Linked DNA regions of Arachis hypogaea: region 2 is linked to region 1. The links are chromatin contacts, called in public Hi-C maps. All regions are on one chromosome and are shown on one strand. The core of a region is the stretch at or near the end of the contact, and the rest is flanking DNA. Distances in the headings are between cores, read along the strand shown.

The links. Hi-C and Micro-C count contacts between places; a contact is called where the count stands out from the background.
Region 2: a contact with region 1 is called in a Hi-C map of an unstated tissue, with 4 times the contacts expected there. The contact joins the promoter of LOC112771318 here to the promoter of LOC112771951 in region 1. A contact is called at or near these places in 2 of 8 Hi-C or Micro-C datasets (leaf and an unstated tissue).

What each region holds. Positions count from the first base shown.
Region 1 is chr18:13,533,785-13,539,362 of arahy.Tifrunner.gnm2.J5K5, reverse strand. LOC112771951 (trihelix transcription factor ENAP2) reads left to right here and starts at 3,570. Exons shown (of 2, transcript XM_025816816.3): 1 at 3,570-4,705. The coding sequence starts at 3,793. It also overlaps the pseudogene LOC112771793.
Region 2 is chr18:13,680,834-13,686,461 of arahy.Tifrunner.gnm2.J5K5, reverse strand. LOC112771318 (putative pentatricopeptide repeat-containing protein At3g23330) reads left to right here and starts at 3,000. Exons shown (of 3, transcript XM_072226295.1): 1 at 3,000-3,426. LOC112771320 reads right to left here and starts at 1,941. Exons shown (of 4, transcript XM_025816025.3): 1 at 1,232-1,941; 2 at 1-863. The coding sequence starts at 851.

The DNA of each region.
Region 1 (5,578 bases), core at 2,321-4,820:
CACTGCCATGTGGGGGTTCCCTATGACACTGTTGGAAATCTGTTATGCAACTGCCTATCAGGTCACTATTTGTGCGTAATCCAAGATAGTATGCCACATCTCTTAGAATGTGATGGTGACCTCGCCCCACGGAAGATGAAAAGTATGGGTTTTTGTCTCCACCGCTCCACAAATACAGAGAATAAGGTATTGTCGAAGATGAAATCTCTTAACTCCACTACGTATCTGAATCCAGCCTCCCTAATATAAGGTAGTAGCAACTCAGACGGCGAAAACTCCAAAATCACACGACGTGCCAAGAGCAACCGAGGTGATTGTACAACTACTATTCATTAGTCTTCTGAAACTTATTGCCTATTGCGTTTAATATTGTTTTACAATAAAATAATTACAAAAACCAACTTGGGTTGGTCGAGTGGTCATCTCACTCGTCCGTTTAAGCAAGTGTCGGGAGTTCGAATCCTGCCTTGTGCATGCAGCAACCTATTGCGCAACGTCAGACCCTTAAATGGAGCTCCAATCTGCGATAAATTAATCCTTAACTTGTCGAGTTGAGAAATACCGTGTACAAAAAAAAATTAAAAATAAAATAATTATGAATATAACTTAATTAAATTTAATTAAACAAGCTAATGCAGATGATTGTATAACTATACATAAGAGAATGCATTATTTACTTAATAATGTAATTTACTTAAATTTAAGCATGATTCATTAACTAATTTAATGAACAAGAGAATATATTATTTAATTAAAAATAACCAATAAAAAATTATAATTATTTCATAATAAACTAACACAACAAATAAAAATTATTTTATATCATTAACTAATTTAATGCACATGAGAATATATTATTTAATTAAAAATAATAAATAAAAATTATAATTATTTCATAATAAACTAATAGGACAAATAAAAATTATTTCATATCATTAACTAATTTAATGCACAACAGAATATATTATTTAATGAAAAATAATAAATAAAAATTATATCATATATGTCTAATCAAATTCTAATTATCTACTCTTTCAACAATTCTCATCCAAATAAATTCTAAATATCTAATTAACTAATTAATTACTAAATAAATCAAAACATATCAACTAATTCTATATTAAAAATAATAGATATATAAACTCACCGGAAATATGTGTGTGTGTTTTTTTTTTTTTTACCGAAAATAAAAAGACTTCGCAACTTCTTAAATGAGTATAAGAGCACTATGTCATTTGAGTTATATCACGTTGACAACTGATCGAAAATATTAGTTTAACCTGATTTTAGACACTATATGTGAGATATGACTTTGAACCGATAAACATAAATATACTAAAGATTACACATCTCCGTAAATATTATATTTAAATAATTCAAATAAAAAAAAATCCTTCCCTCAAATATGTATTCCATATTTCCATTTTATCATTTTATCTCCTCTTCGTTTTAGAGAATCTTAAAGGACATTAGTTTCTCTAATTTGAATGTCAACTCTCCCACTCAAATTCGGCTCCTCTTAACAAACCCTAAAACCTTCTAACTTTTAAAACTATGCTGAATGCTTTGGCCATCTTTTTCGTCTTAAATCTTATTCAGTGCAATGTAGCTGCTCCTTTTGTGAATCTTTGAAGCTTTGCATCAGTGAGTTGATTCAACCATGTGTGGAGGTGGAGGATCAAATTAGCACTCAGAAGAACAGCCATAGCTGAAGCTCAGCTTCCACCATGCAAAGAAATGATGCCCAATTTTCTTATTTCAAGGTTAGCTTCTTCCTTTAAAACCCTAAACCTCAACAACCCCAACTCCCAATTGAATCTTCTTCAACAGCATAAATCGCATCTCCTTTTCTTCAATTCACTCGCAACCAAAGATACCAAACGCCCAAAAGATCGCAACTTTACAATCTCCTACCTAATCGCCACATGCGGATTCTCTCCCAAAACCGCCGCGCTTTTGTCACAAAAGGTTCACTTCAAAACCCCTGAAAAGCCAAACGCGGTCTTAGCCCTCCTCAGAAAATATGGATTCTCCGAAACGCAGGCTAAGTACATTCAGAAGCGACCCATGTTGCTCCTCACTGATGCAGAAAAGATCAGTAAGCCCAAGCTCAAGTTTTTCTCCTCCATTGGGATTTCACGCGTTGACCTTCCAAAACTCGTGATTGAGAACCAAACCCTGTTAGCCAGGAGCCTTGGAGCTTGGAGAAGTGCCTCATTCCGCGCTATGAGGTCCTGAAGAGTGTTGTTCGAAGTGAGCAAGAAGTTATTAGTTCATTGAAGCGTGGTGCAATGGCTTTTGTGTTGTGTGATGTGATAAAGAATTTGATTCCCAACACAAAGATTTTGAGAGATTTGGGTGTGCCTCAGAGTTCTATCTCAATGTTGGTTCTGTTTCACCCGATCATGGGTTGTTAAAGGTGTGAAGTTGGCAAAGGAAATGGGGTTTGATCCTAACAAGTGCAGTTTCATCAGTGCCATACATGTGCTCTTGCATATGGATCGGAAAACGAAGTCTTTGGAGAAATGGGGTTGGTCAAAAGAGGCGTCCCTTTTGTCGTTTAGAAAGTTCCCTGCTTTTATGTCATATTCGCCGGAGAGGATCGGGCCAGCAATGAGATTCTTGGTGGAGGATATGGGTTGGTCTTCCGAGGAGATTGCCAGGTTCCCCACAACTCTAGGATACAGCTTTGGAGAAGAGGGTTATCCCTAGATGCCATGTCATTAAACTAGTTCCTTATTGCCTATATGGATCAATTGACGACATAATACCCTGTCATAAACCAATGTGATGTGAGATTTAAGGGGATGGCAATTAAGGTGTGACATTGACATGAAAGAGAAGGAAGGCTGTGATACAAAATGTGTTTGGAAGCTTCTTTTAAAAAAAAAAAAGAATAGAGTAAAATTAGCTATTAGAGAACTCCAAGATCCTCTCTTTTTTTCTTTCCTGTATTACTGACCATTATTATTTATCCTCTAAAACTTATATAATCAATGAACTATTTTATAAAATATGTATTAAAATATAAAATCCATATTAAAATTATATAAAATAAAATAAGACATATAAAAATACATAAAACATATGATTATAAAATCTTTATGTAAAAATGAGAAGACTATGCCATTTGAGCTATAATTTGTTGGGATAATCTAATTAACCCTTATTTTAGAAGACATTTAATTGTTTATAGTTTTTGTCGCTGTGGTGTTAACATCATAAATAAAGCCCCCTCCAAAACACAACCAAAATCACCACTTCCAAATTCTAATAGACCTCTAATCCAACAACAGCTTTTCCATATTCTTTTGTTTTTTGCTAAATCTTGTCGGTTTTTGGTCATGTATTTTCTAAATCTAATGTTATTGATTTTGTTTAGACCATATCATTGAAAATAGTAGGCCCAAATACCGCTAATCCATCCTTCGATGTCCATAGACCTCGATCTGTTATTGGTTCAGAATCAAAAGCAACTTTTTTTTTATTATAAAACGTTTATAACTAATTTAAACCCTAACAACCGTATTAAAGGCCCATAAAGAGTGCATAAACTCGAACCCAGTTCTGTCCAAAGGGCCTTCCTTCCTAGTAAAGGCCCAAAAAGAAATTCCAACGAAAAAACAAAAAGCAGTGTTTCCCGCACGTTAATGGCCTAACGAAGTACATTGCCAAAGCTTTGTCTCTCAGGCGAACCAACCAACCGTAATTTCTCTCTGCCGAACCCACCGCCACCGCCACCACCACCGTTACTCCTTCCAAATACCACAACCCGCGCCTCACCTTTTCCCCATGGGATCCCCCGCTGAAGCACCATCTCCTGATGCCGCACCCGCATCATCTCCTCCTCCTCCTCCGCCGCCGACGACTCGGCCCTCACCGTTCCCCGGACGGGAAGACTGCTGGTCGGAGGAGGCCACCTCCACCCTCATCGACGCATGGGGTTCCCGTTACCTCTCCCTCAGCCGCGGCAGTCTCCGCCAAAATCACTGGCAGGAAGTCGCCGCTGCCGTCAACGCCGCCCACGGCCACGACCCGAGACACCGCCGCACCGATGTCCAGTGCAAGAACCGCATCGACACCCTCAAAAAGAAGTACAAGGTCGAGAGGGCTAGGGTTTCCGATTCCACCGCCGGCGACGATGACGGCGACGGACGCGTATACTCCGGCACATGGGCTTTCTTCCACCGCATCGATTCTCTCATCGGAGACACGTATCCTTTGAAAAAGCAGTCCCCGCCGGTGAAATCCTCACCTCGCCTTAAATCCCCTCCGGCGGCGAAGCCTTCGCCGCCGCCGTGGACGGTGACTCCGGTAGGTCCCCGATCCGGAACAAAGAAGCGACCTGCGCCGATGAGTTCCGATGACACTTATTTTCGCCGGAAGTTCTCGGCTTTTGCGGCCGCCGCGGTGGCGGCGGCTGCGGCGGAGAGTGAAGATTCAAAGGGGAGCAGCGAGAAGAGGAGAAGGGTAACAAAAAACGATGAAGAATGGGAAATTGGGTACCGAGAATTGGCACATGCTATTGAGAAAGTTGGTGAGATATATGAGAGAGTTGAAGCGGCGAAGAGGAAGCAAATGGTTGAATTGGAGAAACAAAGGATGCAGTTTGCTAAGGATTTGGAGTGTCAGAGGTTGAAGCTGTTCATGGAGACTCAGCTTCACATACACAAGATCAATAATCACTCTTCTAATGATGCTGCTGGTGAGCTTTAATTGCTTAGTTTTTTGCATAGTTTTGTTGTTGCTTTTGTGTCTTTGCATCTCTTTTTTGAATTGAAATGCTGCGTTTGGTTTTTAACTTTTTATTGGGGGTGACTCGTAATGTAAGATTGTAAGGTAATGTGTCCGTTGTTTTGTATCTTTAGAATTAGACATAGAATTATATATTTCTAACTCCCCATATAACATGGAATATAAATATATGATTGAAGAAGTAGCTTTTTTTATACATATTGTGCCTAAAGATATTAGGACACTTAAATGTTTACTAAAAATCTTAAAGGTAATATTTTTGTTCTGTTTGGAAATTAGAATTGTAACAGAAGGAAACTTCATTTGACTGGTTTCTATTATATTTGTCATCATTGCTGGATGTTTGTTTTACTTCCCAGTTATATGTAACTTTTATGTGCTTGTCACTTGGTTTTGTCATTTGGATGTGAATAGCAAGGTCCACTTGTGCTGCCAAACTTTCTAGAAAAGCTAAAGGGTTGACTAAGTATTTAGTTTTTATCTGATTTTTGCTATCTGATATGAAATAATACTGTAGAATTTTATATTCTGTTTATCTTATAATAATTATACTAAAACCACAAAGCTTACAGAATATCTAAGTTCAGATGTCTGATCTTTGTCCTATTTGTTTTATTAAATGTTGGTGATATTAAGGTAAACAATGTGATCAGTTTAGTTGAGGGTTTGGGTTGCATGGTGGATGCTATGATTCATTCTTGCAATGTTCACTCATTGAGTCATTGTATACTCATCCATATAATTATAGCAAATTAAAATAAAGTAAAAGAAATACTGACAAATTCAAATTCAATGACACCAAGTCTGGGCAATAAAAGCCCAA
Region 2 (5,628 bases), core at 1,751-4,250, 150 kb before region 1:
TCCTCATTTCTTGATCCTCCAATTGGACTAAGAAGGCATAGCTTAGGAAACAATCCACAACCAGTGGCCGTGAAGTTTTCGGCTCCATTGCAGTCTCCGGTTTTATCTTCGCCATAACGAGGCAGAGCTTTAGGCCTATGCTGACTAAGATGCAGGGAAATTTCTGGTCTCAAAACTTTCTTCACCTCTTTTCGTTGTTGTTCTTGTCCTACAATTGTCTTCCTGAAGAATGATGCATATGGCTGTGTTCCGGATGTCAAGGCCTTTGCTGCCGGCAAGAACCTGTCGATTATGAAATCGCGATTGCTGGACAATGATGATAAGCTTCTAGATTGTTCCAGGACCTCTTGATCATCAAAAACACTAGTAGTGCTCATGAAGAATGATTCAGTCCTTGAAAGTGTCTCAAGAGCATCTACAAAATTCTCATCATCTGAATCAGAACCTGCTACCTTTTCGTTTTCCTTAACTTCCTCTTTGTCCGAAATCCTTACAGAATCAGAAACATTATTGCTTCCACAAGTCGAAACTGCATCAAAACATTGCTTCCTATTTACCTTTGAAACCTTCCCTGGTGGAGGATTTGGAGTGATTAGACCATGTTTTTGTGAATTGCTCTGTTCTTTTGGTTTTCCAGGAGCTTTTTCCCACACAAATGGAACAGCACCTGCAGTTCTAACTGGACCTGACTTTAAATCTGATTTGTATAAAGGTGGAGAGGGTAATCTTGTTGATGAATTGCTATCTCTCTTGCTCCTTTTGGAGGACTTTGTCGATGAGTATCGCCGCACCGATAGAAGTGGCTGGCTAAGGTTTAACTGTTTTTCTTCCATTAGATCTTTGAGTAACATGTAGTGTAGTTTCTGCAGAACTCAGAAATCAAATGTAATTTGAAAATCAAACTAGGCATTTCCCAGCAACATGTAACAAATTTATCAAGAAAATTAAAATGATATTATGTTTTGGTTATAGATGAGTTCACATTATATCATTCAGCTTTGTAAATTGGTGCTATAAGAAAATTGAAAACAATATGGAATTGAAATTGGAAAAAGAATCCAATGCAGCAGAGGATAAAAGACAAAGGAACAGTTTCAAGAAAAAGAAGCTGCAGAATTTCAAGATTTTGGTCTTGTATGAGAATCAGAATCAAAACAAAGCATCAAAGAAATGCAAATTGCAGTTCTAATTGAGCCAAGACTATAGAACTTCATTGGACAAGAATTGTTACCAAGAAAATTCTGAATGCTGCATTGCAATTTAGAACCTAGAAGCATTCTCTCATTCCAAATAGAAACATGTGTTTCTTCTTATAGATTCCTTAATGTACAATCATCATCATCATCATCGTTTTACCAAAGCAAGAAACACCAACTAACACACTAACACAGAAAAAGTGAAAGAAAGAAAGAAAGAAAGAAAGAGAGTTTTAAGGGAAAGAACCTTTTGAAAACCTCACTGCTTTTTCTTCTTCCTTTGGAAAAGGCTAACCCTGAAGCAGTGTCGAAATTTTGGTGTCATGCACAAGAGAGCACCAGAGAAATGAAGGCAAAGAGATTAAGAAAGAAAAGAAAGGAATTTTTTGTTTTTTTAGAATAAACTATTTTGTACGCTTGTGTTTATAATACCATATACTTGGTTGGTTTCACAGGTAAATGCATAATAATGGTTCCTTTTTATTCAATTCAGCATTGAATTCTTTTGTGTGCAGACCAAAATAACAGAATGTAACTTATGTATAAGCACATTATGTTCTGATTAATTTTAGCTAGGTGCCACGTGGCGTGTGGGATCGTGTAACAATGAAGGTGAAGAAATCATGGTACAGAGTACAGACAAATAAAGTGATTGTAATAATGATATACTATATGGTCCAAGACTATGGATGAAATTAAAATTTGTTGCACAGGGCCAAAGGAAAAGACCAACCGTGTTTTACGTGTTAGGTCACTTAAGTAGTTAAGTGTATATATAAGATATGATCTTGTCCATTTCTTTATTTCTTCTTTAATTTCTTGCTAATAAAATTAGGAATATGCTAAATCAAAACTTGAAGGATTACTTTAAAACATTCCTTGTTAATATTGATATTTGATGTATGTTATACTTAAGAGAAACTACAGATTTATAGTGAGAGTAATTATACTTTAGGCCTCTTATGGGGAAAAAAAATAATTATGATATATATCTGTGCTTGGATACTATCGGAATATTTGCAGAGTAACAGGAAGGAATAAATTCTCCTTGTATGTACTGAAGGGAGATTATATATAGTTATAGTTATTCTCCCAAAATGAGAAGGATATTGCTGACATTACCAAAACAATTAATTTAAGAAAAGAACATCGCCATGGTGATTAGATTATAATTGTATAATATTTTTATTTTATCGCCATGGTGATATTGATGAAAGTTTTTATTTAAAAAAAAAAGTTTTTATTTAAAAAAAAAAGTTTTAGTTGGCACTTTTTTCCATTGATGAGAATTTTTTTATTTTAAATGATTTTTGAATTAAAAATTTAGTATTAATAAAAGAGTCAACCAACTAATTTTGTTATTTAGTATTATAGTTAAAGGTTAATTCTCTGTCTTTATTATATTTTTTCAGATTATTCTATTATTATTTATTACTCTCATTAGATATGCAATTCAATTTTGGATATTACATTTCATCTAGGTGGCTAGCAGACTAGTTTCTCTGGTCCCCTAAATAAACCTAGGTTGGAAGAAGAAATGAAAAAATAAAAAAATAAACGAACCCTAGTATGTTGTTGTAAAAATCAGACCGACCCGTTAGTCGAACCGAAATATCGGTCACCGGTCTACAAAACCGAACCGAATGGCAATAGGAATATATGGGTCTGAAAATTGGAATATATGATTGAACTAGTCCAACCCTGAATCGGACTCTAATACGGTTTGATCTACTGTTAAAAACTGCTCTTTTTGAACCGTTGAACTAGCCGATTCTAATGAAACATCACCGTTTAAGGTTCTGTGTCTAGGGATAAAAAAATCCTCCTCCTCCTTTAGTCATTTCTGATTTTTTCAGTTCCTCAGACTCTCTCCTCTCTCAACTCTCAACCCTAGGATATAGCCTCCGCCACCGCCGTAAGGAGAGACTCAGTGCTACCGCCGTCCATTGTGCTCAGGGGCCACCGTCACAGGGAGTGAAAAACTGCCATCGTTCGCTGCGTTGTAGTCGTGCTCTAAGTCTCCCCCTGTTCACTCTCACAGTCTCACCAATCGCAGCTTCTTCTTCGAGCTCGGTGTCTGACGTTGTCTTCTTCTACTCAGCCCCACTTCATATGGCTTCCCGTGGTGGCTCCGTGGACTGTGATAACTAAGAAGATTATAGCTGTTGTAGAAACTATTAGAAGCACCAAAACCCCAACAACTAATGCTACATTGCTACTACAGGAATAGGTACATTGTTTTTCTGCTTCTCAATTGTTTTGATATGTTGGTTGCATGATGATGCAGAACTACATAGGTATGGATTTTGCCCCATAATAGCATTTTCAGATTAAAATAAAATGATTAAAATTAGATCAAGAATTAAGAATATCTTTGATTACTAGTCATTAGAAACTTTAGACTTTGGATTTTTGACTATTTGATATTAACTAAGCATGCATGCCTCAATAATAGTGAACCTTTAATTTCTTTGATCTATTAAGGAGTTTACTGGGAACTAAACCAGTGAAGTTGTTATTCTCCAAGTTTCTGCGAAAATAGAAATTGCTATGACACCCTTTTTTTTTTTATAACCAAATAAACTGTACTTATCGTCTAAACAGGAGATTAACTTATAAAAATTTTAGTGATTGTAGCTGTATCAGAAAAATAAGGTATAAATCCACTTAAGCTATTATTTGATTAATCACTATTATATGTTTTAAAAATCGGTTCAAACTGGTCGGTCGAACCAATTAAATCGCAAACTGATGAGAATCACGGTTCGGTTAGATGCCAAAACCGCAAAAATTAAAAACTGGAGTTGAACTGCTAAACCGGCCGGTAACCGGTCAGTCGACCGAACCGGGACCCAGCCGGTTTTCTTATTTTGCCCAAACAACGCCAAAACGCAGCCGTTTAGCATTATGATCCCTAACCAGTAACCCTCCCAACCCTTACCAACCCTAACTCACTCCAGGTCTCCAACGGCGCAGCAGCAGCAGCACCCACTCTCTCCCTCGTCCCTCCCATCACCCTCGAGCTAGTCGTTCCTCTCAACGCCGGCCATCTCAGTCCCTCCCTTTCGTTCAGCCGCCGGACTGATCTTGACGCCGTCGCAAGTTGGAGCTTCGAAGCTCACTCGGTCCCTCACTCCTGCTCGTGCAGCTAACGTCTCAGACTCTCAGCAGTGGAAGCACAGTCGCCGGGCTCGCCTCCTGCCTCCATCGCGAAGCTCTCTTCCACCGTCGCCGGCGCCATCTCTGTTCCTCCGTCGCAAGCTCTGTTCCTGCCTCCGTCGCCAGCTCTGTTCTATGCTTCATTGCTTCTAGCTTCTAGGTATTTTTTTTTTAACAATAATTGTTGAATAATTATTGTTGAATAATCTGTGAACTTGTTATGGGTTGAATAATTGTTAATTAATTTGTGAATTACTAGGTTGAATAATAGGTTGAATAATTGTTCTTAATTAATCTGTGAACTTTGCTGTTTTTTTCCCCTCCAACCCCCCTCTTTTATCTGTTGTATTTTATTTAATTTCTTGGTGAATATATGCATGAAAATGGTGACATGGAAAATCAAATCAGAATGATATCTTCTACTCTATGATCGGAAATATGAAACACAGAAACTGTTTGTATTGGTGGTGAAATTCTGGATATGTCGTTTCCTATAATCTTTTATGAGTTGTAGTGCATCATTGCAGTATTAACTTTGACTTCATCTAGTAAGAAAAGTCTGTTCTAAAAATCAACGAGCCATTGTTCTGGGGAACAATTGTTATGTTTTCACCATATGTGAAGGCATTCTGCATTAACCATTGTGTTGCTGCTGATAGTTCTTTGAATAATCAAAGTGGTTTTGATCACCAGGAGTGGAAATAATTTAACAGTAGTATGCTTCAAAGTTTCAGAATTTTTCCTGAGTTGTATTTTCTGGAATGCGTGTTTGTTTGGTTTATTTTAAAATATCATGTATCTGTGTAATCGTATTTATAAAACAAACATAACTAGGTTATATAATGTTAATTTTGCAAGTCCAGCCCTTCTTATATCATGTTATCTGGATGGAAGTCAGATTTAGGGTCATAACCTTGATTTATCATGCATATATATTAAAAAGATAGATTTTTGTGCGATTGCTTTGCACATGTTCTTGAACACACTTTATAATGAAGCTTCTACTTCTATATGTATGTAAAACTGACCATGCACTAATGGGGAGCAAGTTGGTTGAAATTCGACATGTAATGGTTGAAGAAATCATGAAGACTTGTTGAATAATATGCTCAACAGAAGTGTCAGTTACATATCTTACAGAAGTTACAATTTATGTACTCTAAAATTATAATTTGTGTACTCTCATGCAGAGGTTACAATTGGTCAGAAGTATCTGTAGTTATATTTAGTTATTAGAAGAAAATAACTTCTATTAGGGATCTATGGTAATTTT